Linked DNA regions of Mus musculus: regions 1 and 2 are each linked to region 3. Evidence: chromatin contacts called from public Hi-C and promoter capture Hi-C data. All regions are on one chromosome and are shown on one strand. Each heading gives the region's core, a stretch centred on a gene start, on an enhancer-like site or on the middle of the called end of the contact. The rest is flanking DNA. Distances are from core to core; before and after follow the strand shown.

Evidence for each region. Promoter capture Hi-C pulls out the DNA fragments that hold promoters and counts their contacts. Hi-C and Micro-C count contacts between places; a contact is called where the count stands out from the background.
Region 1: a contact with region 3 is called in a promoter capture Hi-C map of liver, with 2.7 times the contacts expected there. The contact joins the enhancer-like site here to the promoter of Gck in region 3. A contact is called at or near these places in 2 of 39 promoter capture datasets (hematopoietic stem and progenitor cells and liver), 1 of 484 Hi-C or Micro-C datasets (liver), 1 of 115 datasets of contacts at active chromatin or transcription factors (double positive thymocytes) and 2 of 9 other capture datasets (embryonic stem cells and liver).
Region 2: a Hi-C map of liver shows a contact between it and region 3, with 1.6 times the contacts expected there. The contact joins the enhancer-like site here to the promoter of Gck in region 3. A contact is called at or near these places in 2 of 39 promoter capture datasets (the C10 cell line and hippocampal neurons), 4 of 484 Hi-C or Micro-C datasets (bone marrow-derived macrophages, liver and nephron progenitors), 1 of 115 datasets of contacts at active chromatin or transcription factors (embryonic stem cells) and 2 of 9 other capture datasets (liver and pancreatic islet).

What each region holds. Positions count from the first base shown.
Region 1 is chr11:6,162,783-6,167,035 of GRCm38.p6, reverse strand. All of the region lies in intron 2 of Nudcd3 (NudC domain containing 3), which reads left to right. Among named protein-coding and RNA genes, the nearest start is that of Nudcd3, 36 kb to the left of the region's middle. Within about 2 kb of position 1,380, at least 12 of the 459 cell types and tissues checked have an H3K27ac peak or open chromatin away from gene starts, as enhancers often do. A contact at or near this core is called in liver, where this site is marked.
Region 2 is chr11:6,041,121-6,045,417 of GRCm38.p6, reverse strand. The region is part of intron 1 of Camk2b (calcium/calmodulin-dependent protein kinase II, beta); the gene reads left to right. Among named protein-coding and RNA genes, the nearest start is that of Camk2b, 22 kb to the left of the region's middle. Within about 2 kb of position 1,272, at least 3 of the 459 cell types and tissues checked have an H3K27ac peak or open chromatin away from gene starts, as enhancers often do. A contact at or near this core is called in liver, where this site is marked.
Region 3 is chr11:5,912,488-5,916,687 of GRCm38.p6, reverse strand. Gck (glucokinase) reads left to right here and starts at 1,553. Exons shown (of 10, transcript NM_001287386.1): 1 at 1,553-1,721. The coding sequence starts at 1,677. Gm11967 (predicted gene 11967) reads right to left here and starts at 1,421. Exons shown (of 2, transcript NR_166847.1): 1 at 1,292-1,421; 2 at 1-354.

The DNA.
Region 1 (4,253 bases), core at 131-2,630, 250 kb before region 3:
CTATTTTATTACTTTCATTTATTTATTTTTATGTATGGCAGTGTTTGCTTACATGCATGTTATGTTCAACACATGAGTGCCTAGTGGCTGAGGAGGACAAAAGATGGAATTACAGACAGTTGAAAGATGCCATGTGGCTGGGAGCCAGACTCAGTTTCTTGGAAAGAGTAGCAATGCTTTTCATCCCTGAGCTGTATTTTGTTTTATGTGTATGTAGCGTTAATGGGGTCCCGCATCTGCTCCGCCACAGGGCTCAGCTGATCAGGGAGGTGGGACACTGTAAGTCAACTGCGCTTCACTTTGGGGGTGAGGAAACACAGTCTGAGGCACAGGACAGCCGGAGCTGGCTCGGGAGTCCCCAGGCCTGCAAGGAGGCCAGCCTGTCTGATTTTCAGGCTCTTGGACACGCAGGCATCGCTGGAAGCATCGGAAGAGCTGAGAATGGAGTGGGGGCCTGTGGGCTAGATCTGACCCAGAGCCAAGAGGGGAAAGGGAGGAGCTTTGGCTGGTCCCGCAGTGGGAGTTCTCGGTGGTGGCCAAGGCTGATCGAAGAGAGGCCGTCTACTGGAGATCAGACAGTGGCTCTACAGGCAAAGGCCTCCACAGCTCCCTATGGCGGATCCCGATGAAAAGTGGCAGTCCATGGTTTTAAGGCCTTTATTGTCATGGCAGAAAGTGGATGAGTAAAACCATGCCCCACTTCTCAGGGCGGGTCTGAGGTTCAATACCTTTTGCAGGGAGGAGTGTCTGGGAAGGAAAGCTTATTGGCTAAGTCTCCAAGTCTTTAGCTACTTCATTCCAAATGGAGATCTGTCTTGAGCCTATATAATCTGTCACGTCCTCTACATGTGGAGGGGCTTGGTGCGTTGCCCTTATGTGACTGATGGCCACAAATCTATGGAGGGCTGTGGCCTCATTCTAGGAACAGGTGAAATGCCTATGAACACCATAAAAGTCCACCAACTTCCCTGGAGCTGGAGTTAAGTCAGAACCCGACTGAGGCCCTAGGCAAGAGCAGCCCCATTTTTTGCGATGGCTGATCTTGATCTTGTAAGCTTGTTTGGATTGAAAGCCACCTAGAAGAGTAGTGAAACCAGCTAGTAGGTATATCTACCAGTACGTTTCCATGGAGCTTTGACCTAAATCTATTGATGGACTGGCAATGTGAGCAGTCTGTGGTAGGTGGTGGGACTGGAAGATGAGGCCTCACTAGAGGAAGTGGATCTCTGGGATTGCTTTTGGAGATATCAGGGTTCCTTTCTGACACACTTGTGTCTTGGCTGCCATGAGGTGAGTAGTTGTGCCTTACCAAGCCTTCAACCATGCCAGAAACAATACAGGTTGCCAGGTATGAACTGTGTAAATCCTCTGCAACCAGAAGCCAAAATAACTATCTCCTCTTACATTGTTTGTCTAAAGTGGGGGAAGTTTGACTAACACAGTGCTGTTTGCTTGCCTGTTACAAAAGAAGCTGCCACGGAACATTTGTCTGTAAGTTCCAGCGGGGACACACACACTTTGTTACAATCCAGGAATAAAGGCTTTTGTCCATAGCCTTTGCTACCTTGTGCTGTGTTACTGCCCGCACAGCCCACTGTGTGTCGGAGATGCAGTGCTTCCTCATCCTGATCAACATTTGATGCTCTTTTTTTTTTTTTTAATTTTAGACTTTTCTCGTAAGTGTATGCTGGCATGTCATGTGGTTTGACTTGCATTTCCCTAATAAGCAAAGATGGTACAGTTTTTTCTGCCTTCTTTGGTGAAGTGTCACTTCAGATCACTTGCCTAATTTTAAAAATTGAGTTGTTCATTTTTTTAGTAAGTTTTGAGAGTTCCTGTATGCTTTATTAGATATGTAACCCGCAGATAGTTCTTCAGTCTTTGAATTGTCTTTTTGATCTTTTAAAGTTGCTGTTTGTATTTAAGGCTGGGAGAGGTGGGGCTCAAACCCAAGATCTGGTACGTGTGAAACATGCTATACCCCAGCCACCACATTGACTTTAGAAAATTAGAAGGCTTTATTTTTTTATTTTATGTCCATGCATGTTTTGCCTTCATGCATGTCCGTGCATCAAGTGCATGCTTGGTGACCATGGTGGCCAGAAGAGGGTGTTGGATCCCCTGGAACTAGACTTACGGGTGGTTGTGAGCTGCGGTGTGGGTGCTTCGAATCAAACCTGGGTCCTCTGGAAGAGCAGCCCCTACTTCCCGTAACCTCTTAGCCAAACTCAGGCCCAAACAGAACACTTTTGATGGGGTATAGAATGGCACTTTCTTCTTTTATGGATTGCATTTTTCTTGTTGCCACATCTAATCTTTACCCAGCAGAAATATTTTAAAAAATTTTATAGTTTGACTTCTAATTTGGTCAATTAGATTTTATAGTTTGACTTCTAATTTGAGTTAATTAGAATGTGATTCAGGATGTTGCTAGGAGTACATCGCTTTCTGTATGTAGATATCCAGGTGTGGCAGCATTGTTGGTTAAAAGGAGTCTATTGAACCTAGGGACCATCCCTGACTAAGCATGAATGACTTAAGCCCATAGCTTCCATTCATGTTTTCCTCTGACCTTTTCAATGTCCCCTTTGCCATCTCCTTGCTTTTAGTGTGTCTGTATGGTCAGTCTCCCACACCCCATGCCTTCTCCTGTCTGTCCCCGCCATGGTTATTAATCACTTTTACTTCCTGTGTTTCTCTGTTTCTCTGTGTTTTTATTTTAAGTGATTCTCTCACAAGCCATGCTTATGTTTCTTGATGTGAGAGCATATGCCCTTTAAAAACTTTTCAAATTACTTTATGAGAGAGAGAGAGAGAGAGAGAGAGAGAGAGAGAGAGAGAGAGAAAGAGAGAGAGAGAGAACAAACACATGTGCATATTGAGACTTCTGACTAACTTCACTTTACTGTTTGAGACAGGATTGTCACTGGCTGGCCAGTACACCTCAGGCATTTGAGCTCGGGTCCTCCTCTCTGTATGGCAAGCACTCTATGAACTGAGCCATCTCCTCAGTCGTCAGTGGCTTTCCTCTGTTCTTGCGATTTTGACGCTGTCGGCTCTTGTTAACGTGTGTGCTTGGCTCTGTGCACTCAGCCTCTCCCACCAGCAGTGACTTTTCCGCCTTCCTCAGCGTTGTCTTCTTCCCACCCTCGAGCGTGGGTGCTGTGGGTGATGTGTAGCCAGCCTTCGTCTTCCTTCTTGCTGCACTCTTCTCTTGGAGAACACATCTACTCTTAAGAGACTGAGGCCACACAGTTTTGCTACAGTCCGACTTTTCCTTGTTTTCAGTCCTTCAGGTTAGTTGTCCTTATGCCATGGGGTTCTTCAGGTGATTGTATCATCCTTTGACCTTTCTTCTCTGTGAGGCTTTTACCATCCCCCCTTGCCCAAGCTCAGATCCCAGCCAGACTTCATTGTGATTTCTTCTGAAAAGAGTGACATATTTTTTAAAGAGAAAGACCTACAGATACTTTTCTGTTATTCTGGCACGAGCCTGGTAGAATAGAGTAACAAGTGGACAATGCCTCTAGTTTATCTACTTAATGGAAGCAGGGCTTCAGATGTGTGGTGTCGGTTGTGGAGAGTAGGTCTGTATAATTGCGCTGATGTAGAATGTAGACTCAGGATATGTCGATCTTGGACTGTGTCTTAATTGTGAAGACAGTTCTTAGTGTCAGTAGGATTTGCTTTTCCCTGATAGTAATGTCTTGCTGTGCAAGGAAGCCAAGGTTTTGGGCTAGGGCTAGCAGCATTGGGAAATGACCTTGACACACATGAATTAAAGCGTAAGGCAGAGCTATCACACCCACTCTTCTCCAGTGCCTTTGAAGGTATTTTGGGCCCTGTGGAGAGCCTCTAGTTGGGTTAGAATTTGCTCTCCATTTCTCTGTGGGGTTGTAGGCAAGGTCACCTAGTCCTAGGGACTAGTCCTAGTCCTAGGGAGTGACTATATAGGTTTATGGGAAGAGGCTCCAGGCTCCGTGAGGTCTTGTTGCTGCTCATGTCCACTGTGCTGCAAAGTAGGAATTAACCCCAGTTTCTACCTTCCTCTAACTAGGCTCCTGAAATTGGGAGAGAGGGTGTAGTGTGGTTCAGGCTGGCCTTGAACTCTGTCTTAGGGTTTCTATTCCTGCACAAGCATCATGACCAAGAAACAAGTTGGGGAGGTTTATTCAGCTTACACTTTCACACTGCTGTTCATCACCAAAGGAAGTCAGGTCTGGAACTCAAGCAGGTCAGAAAGCAGGAGCTGA
Region 2 (4,297 bases), core at 23-2,522, 130 kb before region 3:
TCAAGTTGTGGAAATTCTATTATAGTTCTAGCCTGCTAAGAGCATGTGTGAATGTCTATCAGACATTTAAGAAAGGACAACAAGCCTGATACCCTAGCACACATCTCTAATCCCAGCCCTTGGGAGGCAGAGGCAGGTGGATTTCTGCAAGCTCATGGCCAACCTGGCCTACTGTGCTGTAATGAGTGAGTATTGGATTTTTTTTTGTTTTTTGGGTTTTTTTTTGTTTTTGTTTTTGAGACAGGGTTTCTCTGTGTAACCCTGGCTGTCCTGGAACCCACTCTGTAGACCAGGCTGGCCTCGAACTCAGAAATCCGCCTGCTCTGCCTCCCAAGTGCTGGGACTAAAGGCATGCGCCACCACGCCCGGCTGGATTTAAAAACAAAAAACAAAAACAAAAAAAAAAAACCAAAAAACTTTTTGCTATCTGTATGGTTGTATGATTTTCCATCTTTAATTTGTTGATGGCTTGATTATATTGATTTTTAATCGGAGCCAGCCTTGTGTACCAACAGTGAGTCTCACTGGATTCAACTTGGAGACCTCAGACAAAAATTTTTGCATTTAGTTTATGAAAGGTCTCCACCACAGAGACTAAGGTAAGAATTCCTTAGGCTGCTGACTTTCCAGAAAAGAATCAGTACGCTGTCTATATGTTTGCTTGTTCTATTTTTGAGGCAGATCTCACTATAGAGCCTTGGCTGGCCTATAACTCTCTATGTAGGCCAGGTTGGCCATGAGCTTGCAGAAATCCACCTGCCTCTGCCTCCCAAGGGCTGGGATTAGAGATGTGTGCTAGGGTATCAGGCTTGTTGTCTTTTCTTAAATGTCTGATAGAATTCACAGATGAGACCATGGGGCAGAGTTCTTTCTGTTTCTGAAACCTGTCAGTTACCCCCTCAGTACCTCTGAGAGATCTAGACCTGGCCAGATCACCTCTGAAAGGTGAGTGGGTCTTCCTACAGAGCCCACAATGACCTTGAAAACCAGATCTTTCTAGCCTTAGCCTTCCAAGTGCCAGAACTGCAACTATGCACCACCACTGTGTGATGTTTGTCTTTCCAAGAGCTGGTCCATCTCACCTAAGTTATCAAACCATGGCCATAGGGCTGACTGTCCACACTATTCATAGTCACCCTTTCAGAGTGGGTGGGCTCAGGAGCGACAGCCCTGCCTTCATTTCTGTGAGTCCTGTGCCCTCACCCCATCCCACTCCTGCATCTGCCCTCTTCCTCTGCTCACATTTGCAGCCAGCAGTTTTTCACTAGCATTGATCTTTCTGAAGTGTTCGGCTTTGTTGATTTTCTGTATTGATTTTCTGTCTACAGTTTCACTGATTTCTGCTCTAGATTTTATTTTCCTTGTTTCCTTTCAATACCACTCTCTCTTTCTGGTTTATTTATTTTGATGTGTGCAGATGTCTTGTCTGCATGTGTGCATGTGTACCACGTGTGTGCCATGTGTGTGCCTGGTGCCCAGAGCAGTCAGAAGAGGGCTTCAGCTCCCTAGAACTGGAGTTATGGGTGACTGTGCATCACAGTGTGGGTGCTGGAAATTGAACCTGGGACCTCTGCAAGAGCAGCAAATGTTTTAAACCACTGAGCCATCTCTCCAGAGCCTCTTACTTACTTCTTTAGGAGATGTTCACACTGAGTTTAAATATTTCTTCTTTTCTAAATATATGCATTTTATGATATAATATTTTCTCTGAAGACCACTCTCACTGCATTTGACAATTTTTATAAGTTCTACTTTCATTTTTTAAAATCAAAATATCTTCTACATTTTTCCTTCAGCCTTCTTCTTCAATCCTTAGAAACATGGCATTTAATAACCACGTATTAGGATTCTTCAGGCCATCTTTCTGTTATTCATTCTTTACTTTAATTCCATCACAGCCCACTTTGATTTCTGTTCTCTTAAATTCAATGTGTGTTTACAGCCCAGCACGGGATCTATCTTAATGAACATTTCATGTGAGTTTGAGAATGGTGGGTAAATCCTGCTGCTGAATAAGATGGTCTATCTCTAGACCTCCATCATGTCCTGACTATCTGCCTGCTAGATATTCTCATTTCTGTATATATGGGTGTGTGCACACATATATGCTCATGTGTGCGCAGGCACACTGTGTGTGTGTGTGTGTGTGTGTGTGTGTGTGTGTGTGTGTGTGTGTGTGTGTGTAGGCCAGTGGACAATCTCAGGAGTTTGCTTCTAAGGTGCCACTCAGTATCACACTGGTCTGACATTCACCTGGAAGGCCAAACTGACTAGCCAGCAAACCCTGGAGTCCACCCAGCTTCACCTTGGGTTAGGAGTGTGTGCCACTACTCCTAGTGTTTTGGCTTTGGTGTGTGTGTTTGTGTTTGTGTTTGTGTGTGTGTGTGTGTGTGTGTGTGTGTGTGTGTGTGTGTGTGTGTGTGTGTGTGTCCTGGGGACCAGACTTAGGTCTTTCTGTTTGTGCAGTGGCCATCTCCCCAACACCTGTCTCTGGGCATTTCTGACTCAAGGTTTTGAAATCTCCAATTGTGTGGTGGGTCTCCCTAATTCTTCTCACAGTTTCACCAGCGCCAGTCTCGAGCTAGTGCTTTGTTGTTGGGGTGCCTAAGTCTGGATTACTGTGACTTCTTGAAAAATGGCTCCATCACTATGTAATAGCCTGCTCATGCCTCAGTTTCCCTCACTCTTGCCCAAAGTGAATAAGGCTACTCAAGCTTTATTTCAGTGAGTGTCTTAATTCATCTAGAGCCCAAATGGATAACATAATATAAAATTTACCATTTTAAGTATTAAAAGTGTGATCAGAGGTAACATTTAGTTGTTTACACATACACACACAAACAGAGTATTTTCTTAATTTTATAAAAATTCTAAATAAAGTACTATTTGTACTTATAGATGAAAATTTACCTCAAGATTATATGTACAATAAGGAAGTGGCAGAGTCATGGACAAACGAATAAATAATAAAAATGATGTGAGGTGTAAGATATTGGCCCTATGTACTATTGTCCTCTCAATTTACATATCATTTACATATCCATTGACGCACTTATACTGCTATATGACTAGTCACATTGCTTCTTCTATTTTCTATCATATCTATTCCAAGTTTTTAACCATTTTAGGACAGATTTCCACCACACTAAGTACACTCTGTCCTTGTGGAACTTTTCCATCTGTACCAGGTGAAGCTCGGGACCCACTTGACACCCCCTCCCCACCCCCTCCTTCCTCCAGGCCCCTGCTACCACGGTTATCTGTCTTTCTATGGACTTGCCTATCCTGGGCATCTGTGTGGGGCGAATCCTGCAGTGTTCATCGTTCACAGCTGGCTTGCTTTGCTTGGTGAACATCTGTAAGGTGTGTGGATACTGTAGTGGGTTGTCCGGATTGTCTTCCTTTCTGAGGCTGAGGAACGTCCCGTGTGCACACGGGCTGCCCTTCGTCCCCCATTCTTCCTTCGACAGGCACTCGATTGCTTTTGATGATTGTGAGCAATTGTGGCATATGCGTTTCTGTTTTAGTCCTGGCTCTCCATTCTTTGACTCCGCTTAGGATTGCTGGACCATGTGTCGACCCCGTGTTTAACTATTTTGCGGAAACTGCAGGCTTTCTTATCATTTTATGTCCTCAACACTGAGCCAGAAGTCCTCTGCCTTCCCCGTCAGCACATGTGTTTGGTGTGTTAAATGTTGTTTGTTTGTTTTTGTAGTAAAAGTGGTCATCCTTAGGAACAGGGAGCGACAACGCTTCACTGTGGCTTTGGCCTGATTTCCCTGGGGCTATGGGATGCCGCACATCTTTCAGGGTCCTGACTGACCAGGAGCTTCTGTGGAGAAATGTTTACTCAAGTTCTTTGCTTATGCTTTTGGGTTTTGTTGTTAACTTTAGGATTTTTTAAAATTTAGCTCTTAAGCTGGGCAGTGGTGGCACATGCCTTTAATCCCAACACTTGGGAGGCAGGGGCAGGCAGATTTCTGAGTTTGAGGCCAGCCTGGTCTACAGAGTGAGTTCCAGGACAGCCAGGGCTATACAGAGAAACCCTGTCTTGAAATAAATAAATTAATTAATTAAAATAAAATAAAATAAAATAAAATTTAGGTCTTATAGGGTATATGAATTAAAACTATTTTCTCCAATATTGTAGACTATCTTCTCTTTGCCTTGGTAGTGTCCTTGTCCGTATCTCTGTCTGTGTCTGTGACGGTGTCTCTGGGGTGTGTCTCTGCCTCCTGCTTCCTAGGCTACCCTGAGCTACATCCTGTTTCCAGTGATTTTATATTTTCATAAAGTT
Region 3 (4,200 bases), core at 304-2,803:
CTCATGGCTGCAAGGCTCTGTTTTTCTCCAAATCCAAGCAGACACAGTGTTCATGCAGCTTTCCATGTCCTGTGCGTCCATCATGAGATCTCATCCCTAAGGCACCTTCTGTCCTGTCCCCTCCTCTCCAGTCGTGACTGTTGAGTGTAGGAAGAACATCGAGCTACGTGTCCTTACTGCAGAATGGTACTCCTGGACGAGGTGGATTCACAGGGGGGGGCGGTGAGTTGCCAGAGTTGTCCTGGGTGCTTAGCCAACTAGATCCCATTCTTCCCTCAAAGGTGCAGTGACTGGAAAGAGACCACGCCCTGGGACATGTTCTGGGAGGATGCTTGCTGCTCATGCGCAGTCTGGCTGAGACAGAAATCCGCTCCGTTTGTCTCTGGCTTTGCATTGGTTCACACCCTTCCTCCCACCTCCCAGAGATTAGAGCTTGAAGATTTGCCTCCTCCTCCTCCTCCTCCTCCTCTATCCTCCTCTTCCTCTTCCTCTCCTGTGACTTGCCCAGGAGATGGGAGCAAGGCTCCCAGGCAGCTCCAAGACCAGCCACCCCAAATTCAGGCATGAGCTCAACCCCCAAAGCAAAAGGGGCTCAGAGCCAGGGGTTGGGTAGTCAGAGGCTTGTCATATGAGGTCTGGTGAGGCCAGCTTTGCTCTATTTTGGGAAAGTGATCAATCGTGTCAAGGGGTGACCATACTGGCCAATCTTGGGAAAACCTGGCATTCTGACAGGCACCCTATGTACCCTGTCATACTTGCCAGTGGCAGCTAATTTTAGCAGGGCTTGGAAATGCCAGCAAGTGCAGAGTATGTTGGGGTCACTCCTGGCCAAACCCAAAGAAAGGTCTAGGAGGTGTCTGAACCCCGTAGAAGAGCCCAGAATGTCCTGAGCATTGCTGTCACAAAATTTAACGGCCTCTTCTATTCTATTTCTTGCTGTTTGGGTTAAAGGAAATTTAAGAAGATTCCACAATAGTTAAAAAAAAAAATTGTTTTACTTGCAGGGGAGGGGGTGTCAGGGAAGCCAGAGGACCTGAATCTTCTCCAGCTTGTATGTGCACAGATGTCCTTCCCATCTGCCCCAGTCCATGCCGTGACCAAACTCTCCCTTCCACAAACGCTTGGCTTCCTTCCTTCCTTCCTCCAGCTTCTCCTTCCCAGCCAAGTTCTATGGTGGAGCCCCAGACTGTGTGGCTGTGCATAGCCAACCCTCCATAGGTGAAACCCCATGAGGATCTCCACTACCCACAAGTCTGAAGCCTCACTGGCTCACACAGCTCCTCGTGCCTACCTGTTTCAAAGCATCCGATCATCATCTTCTGTAACAAGTCTGGAAGGGGGCATGTGAGTGGGCTAGCTCCAGCCACTTCATCAACCTCTCCACAGCAGCTCCAACCAGTGTTCAGAGAACATGGTAGCCTGTCTCATAGCCCTGTCCCTGTGGCCTTTGTCAAACCTGATCCCACGTGGTTCTTTGTCCTGGCCCTGGCCCTGTCCCTGACCCCGTGGCAGTAGGCAGGGTATTTTAGGAGCCACCTCTCAGACTGACCCATTAGTGCAGAAGTCCTTGGCTGCCTGTCTTTTGCAACACTCAGCCAGACAGTCCTCACCCACAGCAGGTGGCCTCGGGAGTCAGGAACATCTCTACTTCCCCAACGACCCCTGCTTATCCTCAGATGGCTGTGGATACTACAAGGAGGGGAGCCCAGTCGTTGACTCTGGTAAGGGCCCCTCACAGGCCAAAGGCCTTGAATTGGGGGAGACCTGGAGGGCAGCATGCTCAGGTTGGAGAGAGGGATTGGTTCAAGGATGAGTGCGATCCTGTAGGAGACCTGGATTTGTCCCTTCTTCCCTGTATCCCTTCTCATTGGTGCTACGATTGTCCAGCTCTTGAGGAGTCCACCAGGGCTTGTTTCTGGAATGACAGTGCCTAGCCTCGGGATGTTTTCTGAGTGCTGCTCATCTCTAAGGGGCACCTCATGGCTGTACTCAGTAGAGTGTGGGGCTTTCTTCTCCAGAAGTATGTGGATGGCTGACCTAGGGCCACTCACTCCTTTGTATAAAGCCACCATAGGACCTTGGAAAAGAGGATCCAGGCTAAGACTGGACATGCAGGTGCTGACACTGTCTCTGGACCTTCAGAACTGTGGCTTTTGTCTGTAGGCTGCTATGGCCCTTGTCCAGATCCTCTGGGGTCTACAGTTCCCTGGGGCTACCTCTCCCACTGCTAAGATGGTAAACACAGCACTTGATGGTGTCTTCTTTTTTTCCTGCATTATAAGGTGGGCAATCAGAGTGTGCTCAGGGATCTGACCCTGCCAGCTCTATCCCTCCCACTTTTGCTATTAGTTCCCTGTGACCTAATCCAGACTTGTATAAGAACATCTCCATGCTAAGGGCTTGTTTCCCCACTGTTTCCCTGAACTGTGTCTGCACACAGCCAGCCATACATACTTGAGGCAGCTATGTGCAGGCAGATGGGTTGCTTAGATTGGTTTCCCAGGATGCCTAATCCCAGTGGATCCCTGCTGCAGCTGCTCAGGCTCGTCCATGTGATCCTCCTAGTGTGTCTCTTCCTAAACCCCCTAGACCAAGCTGTCACCAGATGTCTGTATGTTCTCTAGACCTTACCACATCTCTGTCCTGTGTGCACTGTCACAGTACACAGATTCTGGAGACAGCCTAATGCCACCCAGTTCCACCCTGTCTCAAGAAGTCCGCATTCTGTAGCCAGGCGTCTCTAGCCTTCTCGTGGTTGTCGGGGTGACTCCTTTCTCCCCTCTATGCAACTTCCTCACTTTCTAGGAAAGTGAGGAGCTGCACCCCTCAGCCCACCCTGACACCCACTTCCTTGCCTCACCACCCAACTCAACTCTACTGTCATGTAATTCTCTTCCGTGACTCTCCGTGAGCACTGGCCTCGTGTGGTACTGTGCTTGGACAGATAGACAGACAGACAGACAAACAGACAGACAGCAAATGCTCTCAGCTCTTCTCTAACATCCCACACACCACAGAGCACACTGGCTAGAACTGGCATCAGCTCAGGAAACCTGCCAGTGCTCTTCAGGGGACTCAGGAGAAGGGAGTCCTCCCACAGGAAAAGCCCTATGTTTGCTCGTGGCCATGAACCTTGGTTATGTGTCCTGTGACTTTTCAGACAAGGCCCACAAGAGAATCTAGTGAGCTACCAGGGTCTCCCTGCAGCACGAGGTACTTCTAGAGACACGTGAGAATGGCTAACTGGACACCTGCCAAAGCCAGCTCCTGAAGTCCTGCAGGAAGGATCCCAATGGGCGAGTGTCGGCTCCGAGTCCAGGCTTCTGCTTACAACCCAGCTCCGCACTCTTGGCTCTGTAGGCTCTGCACACCGTGGCTTTGTGGGGGTGGGTTGTAGAGTGTGTGTTTAGCAACCCTGGATTGTCTTGGAATGATTCAGGAATATGGAGTGTCCCAGGGATACCCACGATAGGCCTGGCCCACAATCCTTGCTCATGTGCACAATGCACAGAGGCTGTTAAGACTGACACAATGCCCATTTCCCCTCCCAAACCCGCAGCCTGAGGGCTGTGAAGCCTCTCCCCAGGGTTGCACACTGAGCTGGTGCCAGGAGTATGGGCATCTTCAGACCCAGTGCACACGAAGAGGCGCTGTCTAGCAGAGCCCGTTAGCTACTGCAGCCTAAGCCTCTTCCAGCACCCACCCTCCGACCTGCATCGCCTGCATTGGGAAAGACAACGTGGGGAATGCGAGGTGTCCTTCTAGCCACAGTGGTCTGGGTCAGTATGGGAAGTACTGAAGCCTAGCTGGTTTGGCCAAGGCTCAGAATGAGGGTTCTGTGGCCAGGTCCTACCACTTGGGGGCAGCCTCTCCACTTCCCTAAAGCCTCCTGAGCATGCAGACCTAGTTTGTTGGAGACTTCTGTAGAAGGACCTCAATTTTAAATAAATTTTTAAATGTTGGCAGATCCACAGGCCAGGTGCAGTTCTGTTTATGAGAGTGGGGCTGGGCTCTCAGAAGGTCCTTTCTCACTTCCTCAATGCCAGAAAATTCTACCCCCTTCTCTGGAAAACTGCAGAAGGTGGCATGGTGGCGGTATGTGTCTTGGGTTTCTTCGGCATGGCCTTGTGAGTGAATGCAGTGTCTTAGGGGTTTTTTTTGTGGGTCTTATTTCATTGTAGAGGAGGTCCTGTGTCCTTC